Regions from separate parts of the Sus scrofa genome. Here regions 1, 2, 3 and 5 are each linked to region 4. Evidence: chromatin contacts called from public Hi-C data. All regions are on one chromosome and are shown on one strand. The core of a region is the stretch at or near the end of the contact, and the rest is flanking DNA. Distances in the headings are between cores, read along the strand shown.

Region 1 (4,531 bases), core at 1,059-3,558, 210 kb after region 4:
ATAGGAATGTGAAAAGATGTTCAACACTATTTGCTATTACTGAATGAAAATTAACAAAACAATGAGTTATCTCAATATATCTTTTAAAAGGACTAAACCATAAATTGACAGTACTAATCACTGGTGAGGATGCAGAATAACAGGAACTATCATGCAGGGAACGGAAAAGGATAGAGCCCTTTGGAAGACAATTTGGCAGTGTTTTATAAAGTTCACAGTATTACCATAAAATTCAACAATTGCACTCCTGGGTGTTTAATGATTTATTTATTTTTTTGCTTTTCAGGGCCTCACCTGGGGCATGTGGAGCTTCCCAGGCTAGGGGTCGAATCAGAGCTACAGCTGCCGACCTATGCCACAGCCACAGCCATGCCAGATCTGAGCCGTTTCTGTGATCTACACCACAGTTCACCGAACGCCAGATCCTTAACCCACTAAGCGGGGCCAGGGATTGAACCCGCAACCTCATGGTTCCTAGTCAGATTCGTTTCTGCTGCGCCACAACGGGAACTCCATGCATTCCTGAGTGTTTAATGATTTGAAATCTATAACCACACACAAGCCAGCACATAAAGCTGTTTATAGCAGCTTTATTCAATATTGCCAAAATAAAAGCAACCAAGATGTCCTCACATACACGAATGTATAAACAAACTGTGGTACAGCCATTCAGTGCACTACTCAAGAATAAAAAGTGAGCTATCAAGCCATGAAAATACATGGATAAATCTTAAGTGCATATTACTTAGTTAAAGAAACTCATCTGAAAAGGCTACATATTGTATGATTCCTAATTTATGCCATTCTAAATAAGACAAAGCTATAAATATTATAAATAGATCAGTGATTGCAAGGAGTTCAGGGGACAAATGGGAGGAATTAGTTTACTAAGTAAAGCTCAGAGGATTTCTTAGCATGGAAAAACCATTTTGTATGATATGGTAAGGGCAGGTACATGACATGCATATGTCAATCCAATAGAACTTTAGAGCATAAAGAATAAATGTTGATATAGGCAAGTTAAAAATCACTAGGAGGTCAGGGTATCCCAGAATAGGATGGAGAATACGACTAAAGAACTAACTATATACAATGTATGTAGAAACTTCACTGAAGGGAAAAAGTTGCTGACCTAAGAAATTTTGATATGAATGAAATATGTGATACTAAAAGCTAAAGAAACTACACAGTGGTATACTCTAGTTGATAAAGTTATTTCCCACAGAGGAAGGGTTAACAATTTTGAAAGTATTACATATATACAATGATAGATTGGGAGACTGGAAGAAAATATTTATATCATACTTAAGAGATAAAGGTTAGTATCCTTAGTATGCAGATCACTCCTAAGAGAAAGACAATCCAACAGAAAAATCAACAAAAAATATAAAGGGGTAGTTCTCAGAAGAGGGAATGTGCATGTGAAGTACACTGGTGATCAAAAAAAATGTAAAGTAAAATAATAAATAATAGTGAAATAATATTTTATCATATTGGTGAACACTTAAGAGAATTAAACAGTAAGCTCAAGCAAAGGATATTAGGAAAAGGCCCCACTCCTCAGCTGTGGGTGTGTGAATTGCTACAACCTTAACGGATTTCATGGAATGGAACCTGACAGTACCCAGTGACATTTAGAACATGATGCAACAATCACACCTAGGATATCATTGTACAGAACTTAAAGCCCAGTGCATGAGAACCTACGTGCAAAGATTTGTATCCTGGACAGACTCCACACTAGTAAGTTGTTGATCATGATGTGTACTTCTTGCGGCCATTGTAGGGATGAAAGCTTATAGAAATAGGAAATGTATTTTTTAAATTAGTTATGAATATTAAAACACATAGCAATGCAGAAACACTGTGAGATTTCCAAAACAGGACCTCAGCTTTCCTACTCCAATTCCTCACACATCATCCTTTGCACTTGCTGTTTCTCACAGCACAGCACTCAGCAGAAGCAGCAAGGGAAATGGCAGAGACAAATACGATAGTCTAGGAGAGAAGCCTGTGCTTCCTCAGACCAGAATAGAGACACCCTGAGGACTACCTCCTGGAACTCTGGCTCAGTAGTCTGTTGACGTTTCTCTTGAGTATTAATTACTTTTAGAAAGTGTGGGTAAGGGCAAAAAGAAGCTCTGGATGTTGGAGGCAGAGACTGAACCCTGGCCATGTCTTCAGGGATCCTGGGGTCTGGTCATTATTTGCCTGTCTCTGCGGACTTTGTTATCTCACAGAAGCAGGTCTCCGAGTGAGTGCTTCCAGGGAGCTTTGAGGCTCTGGGCAAGTTTTCAGGGGCCACTTCTGGCCATAGATAACTCTAGGAGACTTTGTTAAACGTTCCCTAGTAGATCAGAGACAGATGAGTTCCAAGGGAATTATTATAACTAAGAGAAAAGTCTACAGGCTGGAGTGAGTGCATGCAAGGAGAATTGGAGGCCCCAGGAGACTGCTTGCTTGGGGACTCATATGCCTTTGTACTAATGATGCAAAAGCCTGGTCCACAGGATTAGAATTCTCATTGTTGATTAACTGGAGATGAGTGGTGCTTAAAGGGATTTCCTCTTCAACCCTCACCTAACATTTATTTCTCTTAGCCCACTTCCCATCTCTCTCCACCACCTCTCTGGCTACTAAGAAGTCATGACCCTTTAAAAAGAATAAAAGATAGAGAAAATGTCCTGACGTTAGTGTGATGAGGTGAGGTAAATAGAACTCAACTGAAGTTAATTTTATGAGATCCTATGTCTGTATAGAGAAAGATGCAGTGAACGTGGATTAGGACAACAAGGACACCTCTCTACCACTTGTCATGTGTGTATCACAAGTGACTTAGCTTCTAAAACTCTCTCGTGTGAAGTGGCTTGAAACCACAGAGAAGCCCAACATATATTTATTCCCTTTATCTTTGAAATAAAGGCTGTGCTTTTGAAAGCTGGTATGGGCTTTATCATCTGGCTAAGGTTTCCAAATAAAATTTTTATAGTTTAATAGAACAGAAAAGTAGACTCCAAACAAACTCTAGATATTTAGTGAATTTATAGTAAATATAGCTTGACAAAAAGTGTTAGTGTTTGATGTATTTACAAAGATGGTTACTCAGTTCACAACACAGCACAAAATAAATTCTAGTTGAATTAAAGAGATAAATATGAACAATGAAACCACAGAAAAATGTGACTATTTAACTTATCTCTTCTTAAAAAAAATAAATTTTATTAGAGTGTAGTTGACTTACAAAGTTGTGTCAGTTTCAGGTGTACAATAAAGCAAACCAGTTGTACCTATACATACATCCATTCCTTTTCAGATTATTTTTCCATATAGGTTATTACACAGTAACTTATCTCTTCATGGCAAATAACTTAAGCACAAAGTGAAGAAGGAGAAGTAAATAGTGAGATAATAGGTTTAACTATACAAAAATTTTAACCTCTGTATATGAAAACTATGTGAGACTATATAAAGACTAATATGAAAGAATTAATATTATTAACATATAAAAAGATCATCCAAGTCCATAAGTAAAATATAAGTAGTAAAAAAAAAAATATGGTCAAAGATAACAAAGGAAGAATTTCAAGTGATAATATACATGTGAAAAATCCAACTCATTCTAAATCATTTAAAAGAGCATTGCAGCACTGTTCACAATAGCCAAGACATGGAGAAAACCTAAATGTACATCAACAGATGAATGGATTAGGAAGATGTGGTATATATACACAATGGAATACTACTCGGCCATAAAAAAAGAACAAAATAATGCCATTTGCAGCCACATGGATGGAACTAGAGACTCTCATCCTGAGTGAAGTAAGTCCGAAAAAGAAAGACAAATACCATATGATATTACTTATGTCTAGAATCTAATATATGGCACAAAGGAAGCTTTCCTCAGAAAAGAAAATCATGGACTTGGAGAACAGACTTGTGGTTGCCAAGGAGGAAGGGGAGGGAGTAGGAGGGACTGGGAGCTTGGGTAAATAGATGCAGAATGTTGCCTTTGGTATGGATCAGCAATGGTATCCTGCTGTGTAGCACTGGGAACTATGTCTAGTCACTTATGATAGAACACGTAATATGAGAAAAAAGAATGTATACATGTATGTGTAACTGGGTCACCATGATGTATAGTAGAAAAAAAATATAAAAATGATTAAAAATTTTTTAAAAATTAAAAAATAAAGAGCAAGATCCAGATGTTTTCTATGCAATGGCAAAGTTTCAGTCGTGCATTATTATTCAGTACTGGTCAGGGTGCAGACAAATGGGCTCTCTAATGCACTGCTTTGAAGTTGGGGGCACAACTTGCTGCTAGAGAAATAGAGAACTGTGGCGCACCTCGCTTCTAAGAAGGGGAAAGAAGGGGATTGGGACACACTTGCTCAGTTTTTCCTTCAAAATTCACCAATAACAGGTCATCCCCAGCCCACACCTCTGTGGGAAAGGAGTGAATGAGGTTGGAAGGAAGCAAATGTGTTACAACTGCAGAACTTTGTATTAATCAGGGTGATTGATTTTAAAA
Region 2 (4,033 bases), core at 659-3,158, 230 kb after region 4:
AGAGAAACAACTTAGTCCTAACTCTGCAGCATAAACTGTCCTGAATGTAGGAACTATTCTATAAAGAATGGATGAGAAAACATATATATATTTAATATATACTGGATGAGGAAAACATTAGTGAAGAGATGTTTCATTATTATTTCTTCTAGATTACAATGATCCAAGAAAGAGGACAGTTCTTTGAAAATGTGAACCAAAGAATTTTTTTTTCCTGGAGAAAGAAAAATTTCAAAAAAACTTTTACCTTGATAGTATTATGAGGACAGAATAAAAGGTGATATGCAGAACACAAGAAAAGGAGAAGAAATAAGTTTATATGTAAAACTAGGATGGGATTTAAAAAATTCCCAAATGCTGCAAAAAATTTAAAATTTCAAATAATTAATTTCATTTACTAACATAAGGTTATTTAAAATAATGGCCATAAACAAAACAAACACAAACTCCAAACAGGTGACAATGTAGGAGAACCTAGGACTGCAAAGGTAATACAATTATTGGAATTACTTTCCACATTTTGTGCCAGAAAGTAGACTGTAAAATGGGAATAATTACCCAGGGTCTCTGCATACAAGCTTATAAAGCAAATAATTGAAAACAAAAATTACATCACTGTTATTGCCTTTCCTTCACCTTACTGTAAAATTGAGACTCCAGGCCTGACAGCGCTAAGACTTTAACTGGATATTTAACAATTATATCTGCAGTAATTAAGGCAGGTATTAGAACAAACTGCCTACTACACAAAAATACAGAGAGAACAGTACTCATTTCTTAACTTTAGTAAATATTTATAGGACATCTATGACAAAGAGATATCTGTTAGGTACATGATATTGGTATTCGAAAACAGCTATAATGATAAGTACATACTGAAAAAAACACATTGATTTTTAAATACTATATAAATCAGTTCCGGTCGGAAACTCAGAGACTAACACATCTGGAACACTGCAGATGAGGAAATCACACTAACAGATAGCTGTGTGCCAGTCACTATTATCTTTTTTTTCTGGCCTGGCCCCGGCCATGCGGAAGTTCCTGGGCCAGGAATCAAACCTAGCCACAGCGGTGACAAAGCCGAAACCGTAATCGCTAAGCCACCAGGGAATTCCCTATGCCATCTTACTTAATTCACGGAGTAGGTTTATGGTATTATCTTCGTTGTACTGCTAAGGAAAGGCAGGCATACTCTGGCCAGGTTCCCACACCCTAGCAGCTTGAGCCCAGAGCTTGTACTTTTAGCAGCAGAATGACCTGCAGTCTTAATTCCCAACGTGAAGTCCAGCCCTCTGACCGGTCTTCAGTGTAATTCCATAGTAGATGCGGGTATTACGGTGAATATCAGTACACGGGCTGTTAGCCAAGCGAACACGCCTAACTGCAATGTGCTTGCTTTCTAGTACATAAAATGGGGATGACCATAAAACCCCTACATTATCAGGGCGTTGTAAGTTTAAGTGAGTCAATATCTGCAAGGCTCTCACAAAAGCCTTGTGCTACCCAAGCGTTTGTTCAAAGTTTAATCCTGACAGGCGCCTGATGGATGGCGTAAGGACTACGGCCAGGAGCCCGGGCCTGTCCTCCTCCCGCCAATCGCCGGGGCTACAGTTAAGGCCTCCAACTACCGCCTCTCCAAGGCCGGGCCCGCCCCACTCCCTCCGCCCCGCGGGCCGCGCGGAGCCCTTGCGGCATCCCGGGAGCGGAGGCCAAAGCCGCGCTCGCCACACCGTTGGCGGGTGAGCGCCGCCCTGCCGCGCCCAGCTTGCGCCTCTGGTGCCTCGGAGCACCTGCCCGCGCACCCCAGGGCCACTCACCGCGCCTGCCGTCCGCGGCCCTCGCTCGCCCGCCCGGCGTCCCTCGCGCCACCGGAAGTGCGAGCGCGCCGTTTGTCTGTGCCTCGCGGTCGCTCTAGGAACTTGGCGGATCGACCCTCTATGGTGCCTGGCCCACCGGAAAAAAGAAACCCTTTTCTTTTTGCCATTTTGTTTTCCCCTCGGAAGGCGTCCTGTGGCCCTCAGGACCGCAAGACTTGTGGTCTTCTCCCTTTGTGATGGAGGAGCGACCCACAGGGTGGGGGAGTGGCAGCCCGTGTGGTCAAGGTTTTGAAAGGCAACACCAGCCGGTCTGACCCCGAGGCTCCATTCTTTCGACAAATGTGGAGCACTTATTAATTACATAGAGGTACTTCTGGAGAGCCTAAACTATTTCTGATATTTTTCATGAGCCAATTATTTAATTCTTACCAAAAAAACCCCTACAAGATAGGAACGAGAGTACTCATTTTACAGTTAGGGAGGCCAAGGCTTAGAGTAGAAATCGCCTCACGTTCACACTATGTAAGTTGATGGCCAAAGATCTGTACCCGTCTTTTTGGCTCCAGAGTCTCATGATTTTCAACACACTGCCTTGTTTCTCTTTAGTAATGATGTCTCCTGATTCTGTTCTGTTACAGCCAACCACCTCTACCAACCTGTGCAAGTTCACCTGATCTGTGTCCTCCTTCCACCTGCAGAACTCCAAATCTAATGGCTTCAGATACCATCTGTATATGCTGAAGACTCCCAAACTGGTAACTCCAGTCAAACCTTGGGATGCAAATACTGTTGAACTCTAGACTTATATATCGAGTTGATTACTCGGTGTCTTTTGCATGTGTGATGAACATCCAAACCTAACAAAGCCCCAGATGAACTTCTGATATTCACCTAACCTGTTCATTCAACAGTCTTCAACCCAGCAGTTGATGGTGACTCCATCTTTTCAGTTACTCAAGTCAAAAATATTGATGTCATTGTTTCTCTTTTCACCCCAAATCCAAATCCAAGCCATCTGTAATTCTGTTGGTACTGTCTTCCAAATATATCCAGAATAGAGCCACTTTCAGCATCTCCACTGCTATAACCTCCACCAAGCTCCTGTTATGACCTGTCTGGATTGTTGCATTGGCTTTCTCACTGGTCTCTCTATGTCTACTCACAGCCCCAGAGTGATCCTCCTAAAACTCAAGTCAAATCTTGTCATTCATTTTGTTCAAAATCTTCCAAAGGCTTCCCATGTTATTAGAGCAAAGCCCATGCCCTCACAGGGGTACACAAAGCCATCTCTTGTTCCTTGTTGTATCAGTGCTCAGAAGGTAGCAGGCACTCACAAGTATCTGTTGAATGAATGAATTTGTAAGATGCTCATTATTTAGGAAGTGCTTTTACATCTATTTTCTGGTCATTCATCTTTACTAGAGTTTCATGAAGCACGGAGGACCTTCATATCTGCCTTACAGTAAAATGAGGCTGAGGGAAACTTGCCTGAAGTAACACAGAGAGTTGATGGCAGAGGTCGGACTAGATTAGAGGTTCAGCTCTCAGCTAGAGCTTTCTGCTCTGCAGATGGCAAAGCATTGAAACTGACTAAGGCCCAGACAAGGCATGTCAATTCAATAATCTAGATGATAGCTGGACTGTTGTAAAAATTAAAATAGATAATGCCAGGCACTTCACACAATGCCTAACATATAATAAATAAGAGGCATTGTTATTTTATTATTAAATTATTATTACGAGTGGTTGATGCTGGTGGCTGGAGGAGGGAGTGTAGGGGAGAATGGCCAAAGACAGTTTAGGAAGAGTTTCTAAAACAAAAATTACCTGCTGGGACTGTTCACTCTATGTACATTAAAGTAATAAGAAAAACTTATTTTACTAGTTTATAAAATTTATTTATTTTATTAGTAAGAGAGTCACTAATTAAATCTAACTTCATGTTCCCATAAAGGTGGATTATCCTTTCTACCTGCACCTGAAAACAACTGGGCCAGCTGCAGAAGGCCCAGAGATGTGTAGATTAGAGAGGTGCAGAATTGGATAAAGTAAGGTGAACTTTAAAAAGGAAGAAATAAAAGTTGGGAAATAAAGGGCTGTAGGTAGCCAAGAGTTGGCAGAATTGGGGGTAAGGATGGAGAGAGGCAAGAGATAGAAAAGGATATGGGTGGAGGGAAGGAGGAAGAATAAAAGGAAACAGGAAAAAAGAGAGG
Region 3 (4,529 bases), core at 1,766-4,265, 220 kb before region 4:
TTTGAACTATATTTTGATTTAATTAACCTTGGTAGGGCCATAGTTTAGGGTCTATTAGAGAAGAAACCTATTTGTGCCTGTCATGGGTGGGCAGGGACTCCCAGAGGTAGCAAGTGCCAGACAGATGACCAGGCATCTTTCTTACTTGGATGGGCGCTCTAACTTAGAGCCTGGGCACTCCATAGAGGAAGAGGGTGAGAGACTGTGTACTTCAGGAGTCTTTGCAGTAGGAGAGAAGGTTTCCTCTCATTCCACTGAATTCTAAAAATGGCTCTACAGGTTTGGCAAACTGTGGCCTTCTACTTTCTGTTTTTGAAAATAAAGTTTTATTGGAAGGCAACCATACTCATTCATTTACCTATTGTTTATGGCTGTTTTCACCCTACCTACAATGCCAGAGCTGAGTAGCTATGTCAGAGACTGGGTGGCTCACAAAGTCTAAGATATTTTCTTTGTGGCCCTTTGCAGAAGAACTTGCTGATCTTTGCCCTAAGGCATTCATTTCCCTTCCTTGAGCTTTGCATTATTTTGTGAAAGAGGCAGAATGAACCAGGTAATGGTAGGGAGAATTGCCGAGGACGTAAATGTCAGCTTCTAGAGCAGCACTGTTCCGTGGAACTCTGCCTTGGTGGAATGTTCTATAGCTATTGTCCATTGTGGATGGCGGATCCCTCTTTTAGTCTGTTTTCCTGTGCTGTGCCATTAGTATTCAATCTGTAACCATGGCACAATCTTGTAAGCTGAACCAGGTGGCTTTGCCCATTATGAAGACACTAACTTCTTCCTTGAGTACTTTTAAGGTTGAATTGGGAATTTCTCATACTCAGAGATTTTTAAATAGCTCTCACAGATCAGCTGTTTGCCCTGCTCTGCTGTGAGAATGACCCAATTGCCTATTCCATTTGTCTCTTTTATTCATCTTCCTTCTGTTCCTTGGTTACTTGTGTATAGCTTCCTGCTCTGAGTCTGAGCCCAGTGTGGGATGAGACTCAGCATTTGTTAAACATGTTTTTCTTTTGGATGGAGCAAATCTGCTGATCCATCGTTAGGATTGATTCCAGGGAATTCAGGAGACAATAGTGTTAGAAAATGTGCAAATTGCTATTTTGAGGGGCTTGAAAGGGGGAAGGAACTGAACACTCACTGGTCTGATGGTAGACCATTCACTTTTTTTTTGTCTTTTGTACTTTTAGGGCTGCACCCGCAGCATATGGAGGTTCCCAGGCTAGGGGTCTAATTGGAGCTGTTGCTCCCTGCCCACGCCAGAGCCACAGCAACACCAGATCCGAGACACATCTGTGACCTACACCACAGCTCACAGCAATGCCGGATTCTTAACCCACTGAGCGAAGCCAGGGATCAAACCCGAACCCTCATGGTTCTAGTTGAATTCGTTTCCACTGTGCCGTGACAAGAACTCCGACCATTCACTTTTTATGTTATTCAGTTTCTATTAGCAGATAGGAATTTCACAGATAACGCTAAAATCTGGAAGGAGAGTGGAATAGTGGAATAAGTTTGGATTTTTGTAATGAGACCTAGATTTAAATCTGGTTCTCCTACTTAGAGTGTAGGCAAATTGTTTTACCTTTCTTAGTTTTTATTTCCTCCTTTGTCAAGTAGGGGTTTTAGTAAAATCCCTTGCAGGATTATGAAGAGAATATGCAGAGATCCTTGTTAACTATCTGGCATTTGAAAAGTGGCACATGATGATGATGAGAATGAATGATTTGGACCAAGGTAACAGAGCTACCCAAGGTTTTAAGCTCATCTCCTTGACTCCAAAGCTCATCCTCTTAGTTTTCCCTGAGAGGGGAGGCAGGTTTAGAAATTAAGGCTTTAATTCAGTAAGATTCCTTCATCACAGGCACTGTTTTTGAGCTTAGTATACAATGATAATAGTCATATCTCTGTTCTCAGGGGACTCCATCTATTCAGTATTACAGTTTAAGAAGGAACCAGTGATGAGAGAGCCTGAAGTTGAGTGAAAACCCAGGGTCTCATAAGCCCCAGATTATGCTCAATAGTTAGTTGAATTGTGGAGATAAAATTGGTAGGTGGAATCTCTGAGGAGAGTCAGAAAAGGATAGAACGATGGATATAAGGTACTGGGGTTCATTCTAGATTGGTTCCTTGAAGTCACAAAAATGAGTAAAACTGCAGTGACAGGGAGATTCCTGTTCATGGTCAGATGAGTAATCCACCTAGTAAAATTGTAGGACAACAGAGTTGGAAAATCCTTAAGGTTTGGATTTAGAATACCCATGGGAAATGAAGAGAAAGAGAAGCAGCGAGGCTCCTTATCAGGCTGGAAGGTTTGTGTTATGTGTTTGTTACACCCAAGTTGAACAGCTTGGAAACTGGAGCCAAAAAAACCAAACAAACCCAAAAAACAACCCCCCCCCAAAAAAAAAACCCCAAACAGGTGGCTGGGCATACCTGACGCTGGGATTTAACAGCCTGAGGTACCCACTCAATTTCAAATGGATGAGGAATAAATGAGTAAGACCTAGAGCTTGTTTGCTCTCGCTCTTCTTTCAACCAGGCATGGCAACGGCCTCATATTTCAGATGAGGTAGGCGAGGCCACAAACGTTAGGGGACAGTGAAGCGCAGGAAGGGTGCTCTGTTTAAAGCTGGCCGGCCCGGACTGCACCAGAAGTGCACTGGCTCTGAAAAGACCATCGACTGGGACTATCCCCCAGCACGTCAAGCACCTCCAGTCGAGCGCCTTAGGTTGGTCGCAGGGAAGAAAGTACTGTCCACACCTCCTCCGGCCAGAGGCCAACTCCACCGTTCCCAGAAGCCGGGGCTACCGTTCTCCAGCCCGCCCGCTCCGGCCCTAGTTAGGTGGCCACTGCTGGTAATAAAGGATTAACATCCGGGCCTCTCCTAACCGACAACCACCACCGAACCCCGAGGGAGCCCCGGCTCCCGAGCAACCGCCGGCGTCGGGCAGCAGGGCCCCGCCCCCGCCCCTGCTGATTGGAGGGTGACGTAAGCGCCAGCGAGCGATTGGTACGTGGTGTCACAAAGAGGCGGGGGCGCGGCTGCGAAGCGTTGCTGGTGTGTGCCCGCCGCGGCATAGCTCGCGGGGGCCGCACCTCTCTATGGGCTTGCGGGCTGGCGAGTGAGTGGACGAGAGCAGGTGAGGGCAAGCGGGCGGGATGGGGAGGGCCGCGCTGTCGTCGCCAGCCTCCAGGCCGTGCCCCCTCCGCCGCGGCTGCCCGAGAGCTGCGCGGCGGGTCTCCTTCAGCCTCCACTTTCGATCCCTCAACGAGCGCGACGCGGGGTGCCCCGCCCCGCCCGGCAGGTGCTGCTCTCCAAGTCGCTGCTTCTGACGTGAAGCCTGAGCGCTGCCCTCCAGATCAGGCCCTTGCGTCTGGGTAGCTGGAGTTTATCCTGGAGGAGCACGGGCTGCGCAGGTGACTCCGTCCTCTACAAGTGTCTGTACATTGAAGGCTCGAGGAGGCGTTGGCTCCGAAGGATTTCCCAGGCCCAGTAGAAAATTGATTTCACAGTTTAGGGTATAGATGCATGATGTAGTGGATATAGTTCTGAAACTTGTACTTAAAACTTAGGGATATTTCCAGACATTAATAAAAAACAGTTCATTAAAAGATAGTGTTTTTAAGGGCTGCATAACATGCTATAACTCTATGTTGGGGGGAGAGTTTATAAGAACTCCTCGTATATGGCTAATATTCTTTAGGATGGAGGATAAAGCTGATTCCAAGTTATTGAAATTACTGATTCAGCACTATTATTGCGTTACCTGCCTTTAACTTCCCTTTCATCTTTGGTGGTTGTGTTTTAAGAACTTTTTCAGAAGAGATAAGAGAAATGTTTGGGGAATTGATTTAGAAATGTATTTGATGGCATTACTTTTAGTGTTTTTTTTTTTTTAATTATTGGTAAAAATTCTGCAGGCACTTTTTTCTCTGCCTTCTCCCTTTTCTCTTCCTCTTCTAGTTTTTCGCTGTCCTTCTATCATTTCCCATCCTGTTTTTGAGTCTTCATTGCCCCTTGTTTTTCAACATCATAGAGTTCCATAATGTGCTCAGTCAAGACTGATCACACACAGCTTTCAGAAGTTGTCCATGGACCCCATTTTTAATACTGGCTAGGTCTTTGATCTGATGGAACTTCCATTTGCTTCTCTGCCATCATCTAGTCCTCTAGTATGGGTTAATCAAAATTCAAATCTTTATTTTTGTCCTCTGTTACAGTAATTTCTCCTGCTGAGAGGTATAATTATTTCCTAGAGGCATTCATTTCAGTTTTGCTTCTTTTTGGATATTGGAAATTACTCAATTAATTAGGGCCCAAATTTATGGTGAATGTTACATTGCAATTGGTGCTGTGCTATTTTTTCTTTTAGCCCATGATTACTTTATCCATTCTCATTACTGATGAAGGACTTGCAAATCTGTCTTTATGTTACCTTCTGCCACTACTTGTTTATAATGTTCAGGGTATTGCTATGGAAAAGTACTGAGGTAAAAGAAGTGCTACTTATAACTTCTGTCT
Region 4 (4,560 bases), core at 331-2,830:
TGGGTCTCCCAACTTTGCCTTCCTCTGCTCTCCCCCAAAATGCTGCTGTTCCCCAGGCTCTGTCTTGGTGCTCCCGAATTCCCTTCTTGCCCTTGGTTAGCTCCTCCTGTTCCTAGGACTCTGGGGTTGGCATGACGCAGTGTCCCAGGTCACTGTCCTCCAGCCCAGACCTGCAGCCAGGTGCCTCCATAGTAGAGGCTGGCTTGTCCTCCCCTTTCCCAGTTCAACTCTACACTGAGGCCAAGGTGATTTTTCTTTCTAAAATGCAAATCATGTCAGGTCAATCCCTTCTTTAAAAACCAGTCACCTCTTAATGCCAGAAAATAGGTGCCCAAACTCCGTAATCTGTCCTCTGATGTACCTCATGTTTGACCCTCCCTGGCCACCAGTCCCTGGTCCCTAGCTTTGCCCATGACAACAGCCTCTTGCATTCCTGGGGCTCTCCCCCAGCGCCCCACACAGCCTCGCAACCTCACAGCATCGTGTCCTTCTCTGAAAGATGCGATGACTGAGAAGAAGCTCTGGGAGTTCAGCACTTGTGGGTGCTGCCAGGCGGCTCGCTTCTGGGGCCGCCAGTGCCAGGAAGGGCTGGCCCACTCGCAAGAAGCACCGTGGGGGTAAAAAGCGCCCCAGCCAGCACGGGCTCGAGGGGGGCCGCAGAGCAGCAGCGCAGCCCTCGCGCTCTCGGCTTCGGATCTCACCGGGGCGCGGCGGACGCCGGCTGGTGGCCGGACCCGGAGCTGCCAAATGCGGTCGCCAGGGGCCCTCGCTGTGCGCGCTGCTGAGCAGCGCGCCCCCCAGTGTTCACCTGGAGCAGAGAGACCCGGGAGGCTCTTACCTGGACGCTTCTCATTATTTACATGTTAATATGCTAGTAAACTCAAGCACAGTTTTACGAGGCGGAGGACGGGGCGGGGGGGGGGGGCGGGGAATCTGTCTCAGGAAGGTCCCATAGGGTCCTGCTCAGTTACAGCCACCGTAATAGAAGTAAAAAGATACAGGTGAACTTTATGTTAATAACGTAGTTGTAATCTACCCAATATCTCATTTCAACATGGAAATAAAAAAATTATTAATGGGATATTTGACATTCTTTTTTTCTCATTCTGTCTTCAAAATTCGGACGTGTACTTTGCACTCACAGAGACCTTGGTTGGGACTAACCACATTTCAAGGTCTCCAGAGCCATGGGTGGCCCCAGCTCCCACACTGGACAGAGTGGCTCTGGTCAGACCGCTCCTGCCTGCTCGAGCTTACCCAGGACAGAGCAGCGCATGGAGAAGAGCGAAGTCTGACCTACGCAATATTCTTGTTTGTTTACGAATGCAATTGGCTGTCAATCTTTAAATATCAATCATTTCTCATAAAAATTTGGATTAACAGGTTTTCTCGTAAAATTATAAAGTTCTGTGAGCACTGAAACCACTCCAGCCCGTTTTAAAGTCTCACTGTCCCCGCCCCTCCCAACGGCCCTCCCCTAGTGCCCATCCCCCAAGCCCTTCCCCCATTGCTGCCCCTCCTACTGTCCCGCCCCGCCCGTGTCATTCCCCTCTTATTGTCCCGCCCTTCCTCTTTCTGTTTCCACCATGCACAGCTCCGCCCCTCCCAGTGTTTGCTCTTTGCTGTTTTGCTCCGACAGCCTGGCCCCACCCACACTGCTTGCGCAGCAGGTGGGACGCCTACTATGCTCTGGTGCGTGCTTCACGGAGGAGGAGACCTGCTGCTGCCTGCTAGGGGCTGTACTTGTGCTATCTCAGTCCTAACTATGGCCCGGCAAAGCAGGTATTCCTTGCCATTCCCTTTTCACATTGGGGAGAAATTGAGGCTCAGAGTGGTTTAGACCAACAGAACAGTATTGAGAGGCCAGAAATAAACCCTATTTGTGGTCAATTTTTTTTTTTTTTCCTCTTTTTTGGCTGCCCCGGGGCATATGGAGTTACTGGGACAGGGATCAGATCCAAGCCACGGTTTCGGTCTACATGGCAGTTGCGGCAACACCGCATCTTGAACCCACTGTGCCATGCCGGGGATCCAACCTGCGTTCCAGAGCTCCAGAGCTCCTCAGACGCCATTGCGCCACAGTCGGAACACCAGAAAGCCCTAGATTCTCTCCACCCAGGAAATCCCCCCTACCCCTGGCTGCGGAGGGTGGAGCCGCCCTGCAAGAGAACAGGGTTGGGCAGCCTACCTGGATGGCGATGGGAACAATCTTATTGGCCAGATTCTTGTACAGCAAGCAGACCGGCGCGGCCAGGAACTGCAGAGTGCAGGGGTCTGTTTTATTGGCATCAATGCCATCCAGCAGCTCAAAGTCCACGATGAAAATGTTCCCTTGCTGCAGGAGGCAGGAAGAAATAGGTCCAAATCGGTTTCAGCCAGAGATGGACGACCCAAGATTCAGGCCCAGAGGGAGGGACGGACCGCTCTGCAGGCCCTGGAGTTCAGAACTTAGCGTTCTCTATCCTCTGACTCAACAGCTGATGGATATCAGTTTCCAAAGTTGGTGGTGGTGGTGGGGTTCAGTAAGGTGAACGAACGGAAGTGGCCACTTTCGCAAGTGCTGAACCTGCTGTCTGCCTGACCCTCATGAAAGATGTTGAAAGACTACCCAGAATGATAGTGTAAGAAGAAAGAACACAGAGTTTAGATGAAATAGATAAGCAGGTTTGAAGGTAGGAAGTTCTGCAGGGGTGGGGCCTACAGGGGCAGGTGTCCACAGGGTCAGGAGGGGGTCTTCAGGGCCAAGGGAGGTCTTTAGAGGTGGATCTTCAGGGGTGAGGGATGTTTACAAGGGCAAGAGGGAACCTGCAGGGGTTGGGGGGCTACTGTCAGAGTGGTGTGTTCTGTGTCTTGGTCTGAGGCTGGTGGCATGACAAAGTCACTTGGTATAAATTCACTGAATTTACTGCCACTCCTGATCCTGATTTGTGCCCTTTTCTATAAATATACTTCAACATAAACTAGAAACGTGCCTGGGATTTGGGGGAGGTAGAAAGCAGCCTTTCCCAGTCTACACTTGAGTCCCTTGATGGAGCCTAACCTGAGCGTCATGAGGGCTCCTTTCACAGGGCTGGGTCTGCTCAGGCCACAGCTGAAAGAGTTCATGGAGGGGACAAGAGGTGCTTCTTCTAAAGCCTTTTGTGTTTTTTTTGTTTTTTTTGTTGTTGTTGTTGTTGCTATTTCTTGGGCCGCTCCTGCGGCATATAGAGGTTCCCAGGCTAGGGGTCGAATCGGAGCTGTAGCCACCGGCCTACGCCAGAGGCACAGCAACGCGGGATCCGAGCGGCATCTGCAACCTACACCACAGTTCACGGCAACGCCGGATCGTTAACCCACTGAGCAAGGGCAGGGACCGAACCCACAACCTCATGGTTCCTAGTCGGATTCGTTAACCACTGCGCCACGACGGGAACTCCCCTTTTGTGTTTTAAGCAAGTAATGGAGGCAGGGGTTTCAGTCAGGCTGGGGAAGCAGATCCTGGGCTACAATGTGGTAGAGGCATGTCAGCAGGTCCTCAAGTGAGTTGGGTGTTCACGATTCCACCTACAGAGGGCGCGCTGTGGCCATTGTCACCGGGCTTCAGGAACCTTGGCTGAGGGGGACCAAACACCAGAGAGGCCTAAAGCCTGGCCACCATCTTCCTCTTTTTCAGACTGGAGGACCCTGGCAGTTGTCTGACACCAGCCTGAGCAGGTGTCTCAGCAGTCTGTCCGAGGCATATGGGACAAGGTCTGGGGAAGGAGAGGATGGTGCCCTTGGCCAGCCAGGGCAGAGGGAGGGTGTAAAACATCTCTCACGATGCCTGGCTCACAGCAGGCCCCTCATTCGAGAGAGCTCTTTTAATTATGATATCGATATTGAAAATATGGATATTATGCTCTCTGAACTGAGCATCATGGAAAAATATTACTCTCAATTCCTCTACCTGCGTTGGACGAGACAGTTTTCCTAAATGCTCAGGAAAAGGAAGAGACCACTGAGGGCAGCCAAATCTCGCTGTCAGCTAGGCAGATGAGCAGATGAGCCTGGAGATAGCAGCCTAGGGACCAGCGAGCATTGGCTGGTCGGAAGTGGTTTCTGCCTGATAGACTGCGACCTGGATATCTCAGCTGACTCTGGCCTGGGCCACCATCTTCAGCCAAGTGGGTCCTACCTCAACCTCCTGCTCCAGGGTGAGCTGCCGCTCCAGGCTGCACTCCACCATGGCTGTGGTCACCGGGAGCTTCTTGGGCAGCTTCGTGCAGCGCTGGATCAACACGGGGTTGCAGCCGTTCAGGAACTGGTAGCCAAACATGAAGTCTTCCTGCCAATGATTCATAACCCGCTCTATGGGGGAGAGAGGTGCAGCTCAGCATGAGCTTTGAGCCAGACTGAGGTCCTCCTGATGCTGGCCAAGAGCCAGAGTCCTTGCTTGGTCCCATCTCCCAGTTGCTCACTGGACAGCCCACCATGCCCAACTGCTTGATCACTAGTTCAGACCCTTGGTGGTTCAGAAGGTTCGCGGGGAACCCCTTTCTCAAGAACAAAAGCAAAAATAGACAGATGGGATTGCATCAAACT
Region 5 (4,325 bases), core at 309-2,808, 140 kb before region 4:
TCCTGTGGCTTTAATCCACTGACCAATTTATATCTTTGTATGTTCCCTTGGAATTCCAGTGTATTCTATCCAGTTGCTTATTGTACTGTGTTGGGCACTTCAAAGTGTTATGCAAGCATTATTTCATTTCCTCTTCAAAACTGTTCAGTAGATATTATAGATGGTGGAGAAAGAGGCTCAGAAGTGTTAAGTAAATTGTCTATACAATAATGAGTGAGACAGGGCTCATCCTAGCATTGCTTCTGAGTACAGCCTAACTTATGATCCCTCTGGATTTACAAAAGGTTCTTGGCCACTTCCTATAGAATGGCAGTATTCCACGTCCATAGATCAACCATCTATTTTGCTTCCCAGACATGCTTCCTAGGCATAAAAGTGTACCAATGGAAGATACCGTTCCTGCCTTCATGAACTATCTGTTCCCAGAGGCAGTAAGAAAAGGTCAAACAGGCCTTATAACCTATTTTCCATAGAAAAGATGAATATGCACAAGATTCAGCACTATATTTTGTACTCTTTGCAGGGCTGCATTCTAGGTGTGTTCAAGAAATGAAAATGATGTTTGACCTTGTCCTATTGACCTTGAGGATTTTTTTTCTTGGCTGTTACCTGCAGCAGCTTGATGTGGGATCTCTGGCTGCAAGGGTAAAAGTGCAACATCCCAATCACTAGACCACCAGGGAACTCTCCTGGAGGATATTTTGAGTCCACTGTTTTGACCTTGTCAATTTGTTTACAAATAGGTAAGTATGCAAAGTGATCACAATTGTATGGAGGAACATGCTTATGAAATAGATCACACCTGGACAACAGAACAATTCTGGAATATTTGAAGGTATTTGCTCACAATTCATTCACGAATTTAGTAAAAAATAATACAAACTACTCATCTTTTACGCAGTTCATGATGAATATTATGGGAGAAATTGTCGGTAAAGTTCGATCTAGGAAAACTGGACTTGGTAGAAATAGTTGCTACAAACAAAGTGAGAGCCATAATCAGGAATGTTTGATGTGGACAAAAGCTGAATGCCAAATCAAATATTTATTTAGATATGTTTGTATTTACACATACAAAGGCTAATCATGAAAATTAAAATATAGTTTAAAGTAAAAATTGTAAGTTTCATAAGCTTTCCTCACACGCTTTCTTTGATGGGGGCTGGGAGAGGTAGGCTGTGGACCTTCACTCTATCTTAGCAGACGCAAACAAATGTGTTCTTAAGGCTCTCCCTTCCTCTGCAAGCTTTGAAAAAGGAAGTATTTTCCATTTTTTTCTCCAAGTTCAACAAGATAAGCCAGACCGAATTCCCTCCCCCTTCCAAAACACGAATAATAACAGGCAGTCCGGCTCAGGGGTCACTAAAGGACGAGGCCAGGGTGGCGGGAGTCGTTCCTCCTCCTTCAGGTTGGTCAGGGCGACAAGGTTGTCACCTTCGCACCGTAGACTGCGAAGCCGGAGCACAGAGGGAGCCAGCCGCTGCTATCAGCGCCGCCCCTGGAGCGCCATCGTCGCCGAGCAACGCCTCCGCCCTCCCCGGGCCGAGCTCGTGACGTATGCATCACGTGACGGGCCAGTCGGCGTCCTCCCGCGGAGGGGTGTAAACAGGCGTCGCGGTGGCCCAGCTGCAGCCTTGCTGCGTCCGCATCTCCCGCATGCTTCAGGCGGGCGGGGGCGACCCCGCAGCGAGCTCAAAGCCCACCTGAGGTAACTCCTGCGGCCTCCAGTTCTGCTTTCCCGGTGCGGCGCGCTGCAATCGCTGCCCGCCGCTAAGGAGGCCGGCCGAGCCCCCGGCCACGGCAGGGGGTGTGGCTGCCGGCTGTGCCTTCTGCGACAGGTGGGCCCATCAGGGCAGCTGCCCAGACCCGGGCTCCGCACTGCCTTCCGCGGCAGAAAAGCGATAGCGACCCCGGGCCGTGGGTTCTTCCGCCCCGGCTCTCTAAGGTTGCCCTTGGGCCAGGCCGAGCCGGAGCCGCAGGAGCCCTCGGGCGCTGAGGGCCGGGAGCTGCCAGCGTGGAATCCCAGTTGAAGTCCTGCACCGGAGGGGCTGTGAGATCTTGGGCTAGTCAGCCCTCCCCTCGGCCTGAGTTTCCACATTTGAAAAATGAAAGTCTGGACTAGGTGATTTGTGAGGACCTTCCCCTTCTGACGTGTGTGATCTTGAGAGAGACTTGCATACATGGGAAGCTGCCAGAGCGAAAGCATAGGTAGATATTTTGACTTTTTAATTGCTCAGTTTCTGTCTGTCTTTCAGTGTTTCCGCTGACACGATTGGGATTCTTGTTCATTGGGGTGAAGTTGTTAATGGAAAACTTAGAGAAAGTCATAATGGTTTATGTTATTGTCCCTCCCCCCACCCGCCCCCAAGGCTTTAAACAATACAACGGAACCTTCTTGCCAAAACCTTAATTAGAAGCCCAAATCTGTCAAAAAGATAAAACCAAAACCTGTATCTGCCTGTCTTCCTCACCCCTTCTCCGCTCGTACTTACCCCTGAGGGACCCCAGAGATCACAGGTTGGAAAGTGCTGTTAACTAGTGAATGTTTTGTGTATTTGTTAATTTGATGGGATCCGGGAGATGAATCCTTTGTGTATGTGAAGTTTTCTATAATTTTTCCGTTATTATTTTTCTATCCGTCTGACTGTATGTCATGTAGTATATTAAGCATATATACTGGAATAAGGCCCCAGAATTTCCTAGAGAGACCTTACTCTTTCCCTCTTTTCTTGCATCCTAGTCCCAGGGAAGTAAGTTTATTTTGCCGAAGTGAGACCTCATGACTGCTGGTTTGGCGGCTCAGGCACAGAATGGGAATGGAAGACTTTTTGCAAGACTTTTATTTGAGACTAACTGAATCCATTAGGGCGCTTCCTCTGAAAGTTAGGAAAGATGGGAAAGTATATGAACTAAAATCGTTAGAGTCATGGACTAATGTGAACATATTACAGATTTTGAAACCCTGGAGCAAGAGTATTTTTGGATTGTGAGAGATCTAGGTTTGGTAGAAAAAGAGTTTCATGTAGTGAGTGAACATAAGCAGAAGCTGAGGTGGTGGTGAGTAGGCGAAAAGATTATCAGGAGAATTTTTTTTTTTTAAGAGAAATACATAATTTCCTAATTTGTTGTTTTTAAAAACTAGAGTAGATACGTTTACTGAAAACTCACAGTTTGATATTAAAAGAGGGGAACTGTACTCTGACAGCTTGTCTGCTTGGTGCTTCTGTGAGGGGTGTGAAAATCAGAGGTGGAGGGACCAGGAGTGGAACCCAAGGTGAACCTAGTGGAATATGTTTTCTCTTTTCAAAGCAACCCACTTCCTTGATCTTTGGTTTAGGTTTAGACAAGTCACTTCCCTTCTTTGGGTCTCAGTTTCTGCTACAAAGTGAGGAAATTGGATTGATTTTGGCTTCCCGTAGGGTTGCCAGATAAAATACAGAACATTCAGTTAAATCTGAATTTTAGTAAACAGTGAATGCATTTTTTTTAGTATAAGTATTGCATAGGGCACGCTTTACTAAAAAATTCATTGCTTAATGTGAAATTTAAGTTTAACTGGCCTTACTGTATTTCTGTTTGCTAAATCTGGCAACCCCAGCTCCAACAAAAAGTTTTGTCTTCTTTAAATTAGCTTCAAGAAGATATTGTAGATGCATAGACAAGAGTGAATTGATTCAGCCAGTCAAGGCCCCTTGGTTGTTATCAGTAGCATTATCTAGCTGTTGAAGAATAGATCTGTTTCACTGTGTCTCTTTTTTTCCCTTCCATGTGGCAGTTCCTTTTCTGCTGTAATCACATAGTGTTTAGGTTTATACTTTTGGTAGTAAACAATTTAAATAACTGAAAGGAAAGAAAGTTGCCAAAATATTAAAAGTGACAAATTTGGGTCATCAAATGACATATGCCATTTTTTTCTATAAAAGATACTTTATAATCCTATTTATTCTTCAGTTGTGGTTGACCTCAAGGCATTTTCTAAAGTGGTGGACTGTTCTGGTGGTAAATAATCCTTTAGGATGTTCTTAGGCCTTTGGCTGCATGAAAATATGGAAATGACTGGTATATATGCTATAAACCTTTAATTTTAACTATTTGTCAGTTTTATATTTGCTATAATTTGAAGATTTTCAATGTTGAGATTCTTTTTCAGGGAGTGTAATTTTTAATTCCTCATTTTTGGAATTTTTTTTTTTTTAAACTAGGCCTGATCTGGTTTCATTGCTTAACTCACTCTGAAATTCCTGACTTTTCTAATTAATTTATTCATTTAACAGTCTACAACAACAAAAAAATGAGTGCCTTCCAAGAGCCAGGTTGATGAGGTT

What was found. A called contact is a pair of places that touch in the nucleus more often than the background predicts.
Region 1: a contact with region 4 is called in a Hi-C map of fetal liver, with 1.8 times the contacts expected there. The contact joins two enhancer-like sites. A contact is called at or near these places in 11 of 47 Hi-C or Micro-C datasets (adipocytes, brain, embryonic fibroblasts and 8 more) and 2 of 2 datasets of contacts at active chromatin or transcription factors (alveolar macrophages and skeletal muscle).
Region 2: a Hi-C map of omental adipose tissue shows a contact between it and region 4, with 1.9 times the contacts expected there. The contact joins the promoter of ZNF22 here to the enhancer-like site in region 4. A contact is called at or near these places in 22 of 47 Hi-C or Micro-C datasets (adipocytes, alveolar macrophages, blood and 13 more) and 2 of 2 datasets of contacts at active chromatin or transcription factors (alveolar macrophages and skeletal muscle).
Region 3: a Hi-C map of liver shows a contact between it and region 4, with 4 times the contacts expected there. The contact joins the promoter of ZFAND4 here to the enhancer-like site in region 4. A contact is called at or near these places in 1 of 5 promoter capture datasets (liver), 13 of 47 Hi-C or Micro-C datasets (embryonic fibroblasts, epiblast stem cells, fetal heart ventricle and 6 more) and 1 of 2 datasets of contacts at active chromatin or transcription factors (skeletal muscle).
Region 5: a Hi-C map of liver shows a contact between it and region 4, with 4 times the contacts expected there. The contact joins the promoter of MARCH8 here to the enhancer-like site in region 4. A contact is called at or near these places in 1 of 5 promoter capture datasets (liver), 10 of 47 Hi-C or Micro-C datasets (alveolar macrophages, embryonic fibroblasts, fetal heart ventricle and 4 more) and 2 of 2 datasets of contacts at active chromatin or transcription factors (alveolar macrophages and skeletal muscle).

What each region holds. Positions count from the first base shown.
Region 1 is chr14:91,070,128-91,074,658 of Sscrofa11.1, forward strand. No RefSeq gene overlaps it. Among named protein-coding and RNA genes, the nearest start is that of ZNF22, 24 kb to the right of the region's middle. Within about 2 kb of position 2,309, at least 1 of the 83 cell types and tissues checked has an H3K27ac peak or open chromatin away from gene starts, as enhancers often do. A contact at or near this core is called in fetal liver, where this site is marked.
Region 2 is chr14:91,094,980-91,099,012 of Sscrofa11.1, forward strand. It overlaps ZNF22 (zinc finger protein 22), which reads right to left and starts at 1,909. Exons shown (of 2, transcript XM_003483520.4): 1 at 1,821-1,909.
Region 3 is chr14:90,640,521-90,645,049 of Sscrofa11.1, forward strand. It overlaps ZFAND4 (zinc finger AN1-type containing 4), which reads left to right and starts at 3,016. Exons shown (of 10, transcript NM_001302672.1): 1 at 3,016-3,147.
Region 4 is chr14:90,865,606-90,870,165 of Sscrofa11.1, forward strand. ALOX5 (arachidonate 5-lipoxygenase) reads right to left here. Exons shown (of 15, transcript XM_021072736.1): 6 at 4,154-4,326; 7 at 2,189-2,335. Among named protein-coding and RNA genes, the nearest start is that of ALOX5, 39 kb to the right of the region's middle. Within about 2 kb of position 1,581, at least 62 of the 83 cell types and tissues checked have an H3K27ac peak or open chromatin away from gene starts, as enhancers often do. A contact at or near this core is called in alveolar macrophages, epiblast stem cells, fetal liver and 6 more, where this site is marked.
Region 5 is chr14:90,723,992-90,728,316 of Sscrofa11.1, forward strand. It overlaps MARCH8 (E3 ubiquitin-protein ligase MARCH8), which reads left to right and starts at 1,559. Exons shown (of 7, transcript XM_005671227.3): 1 at 1,559-2,208.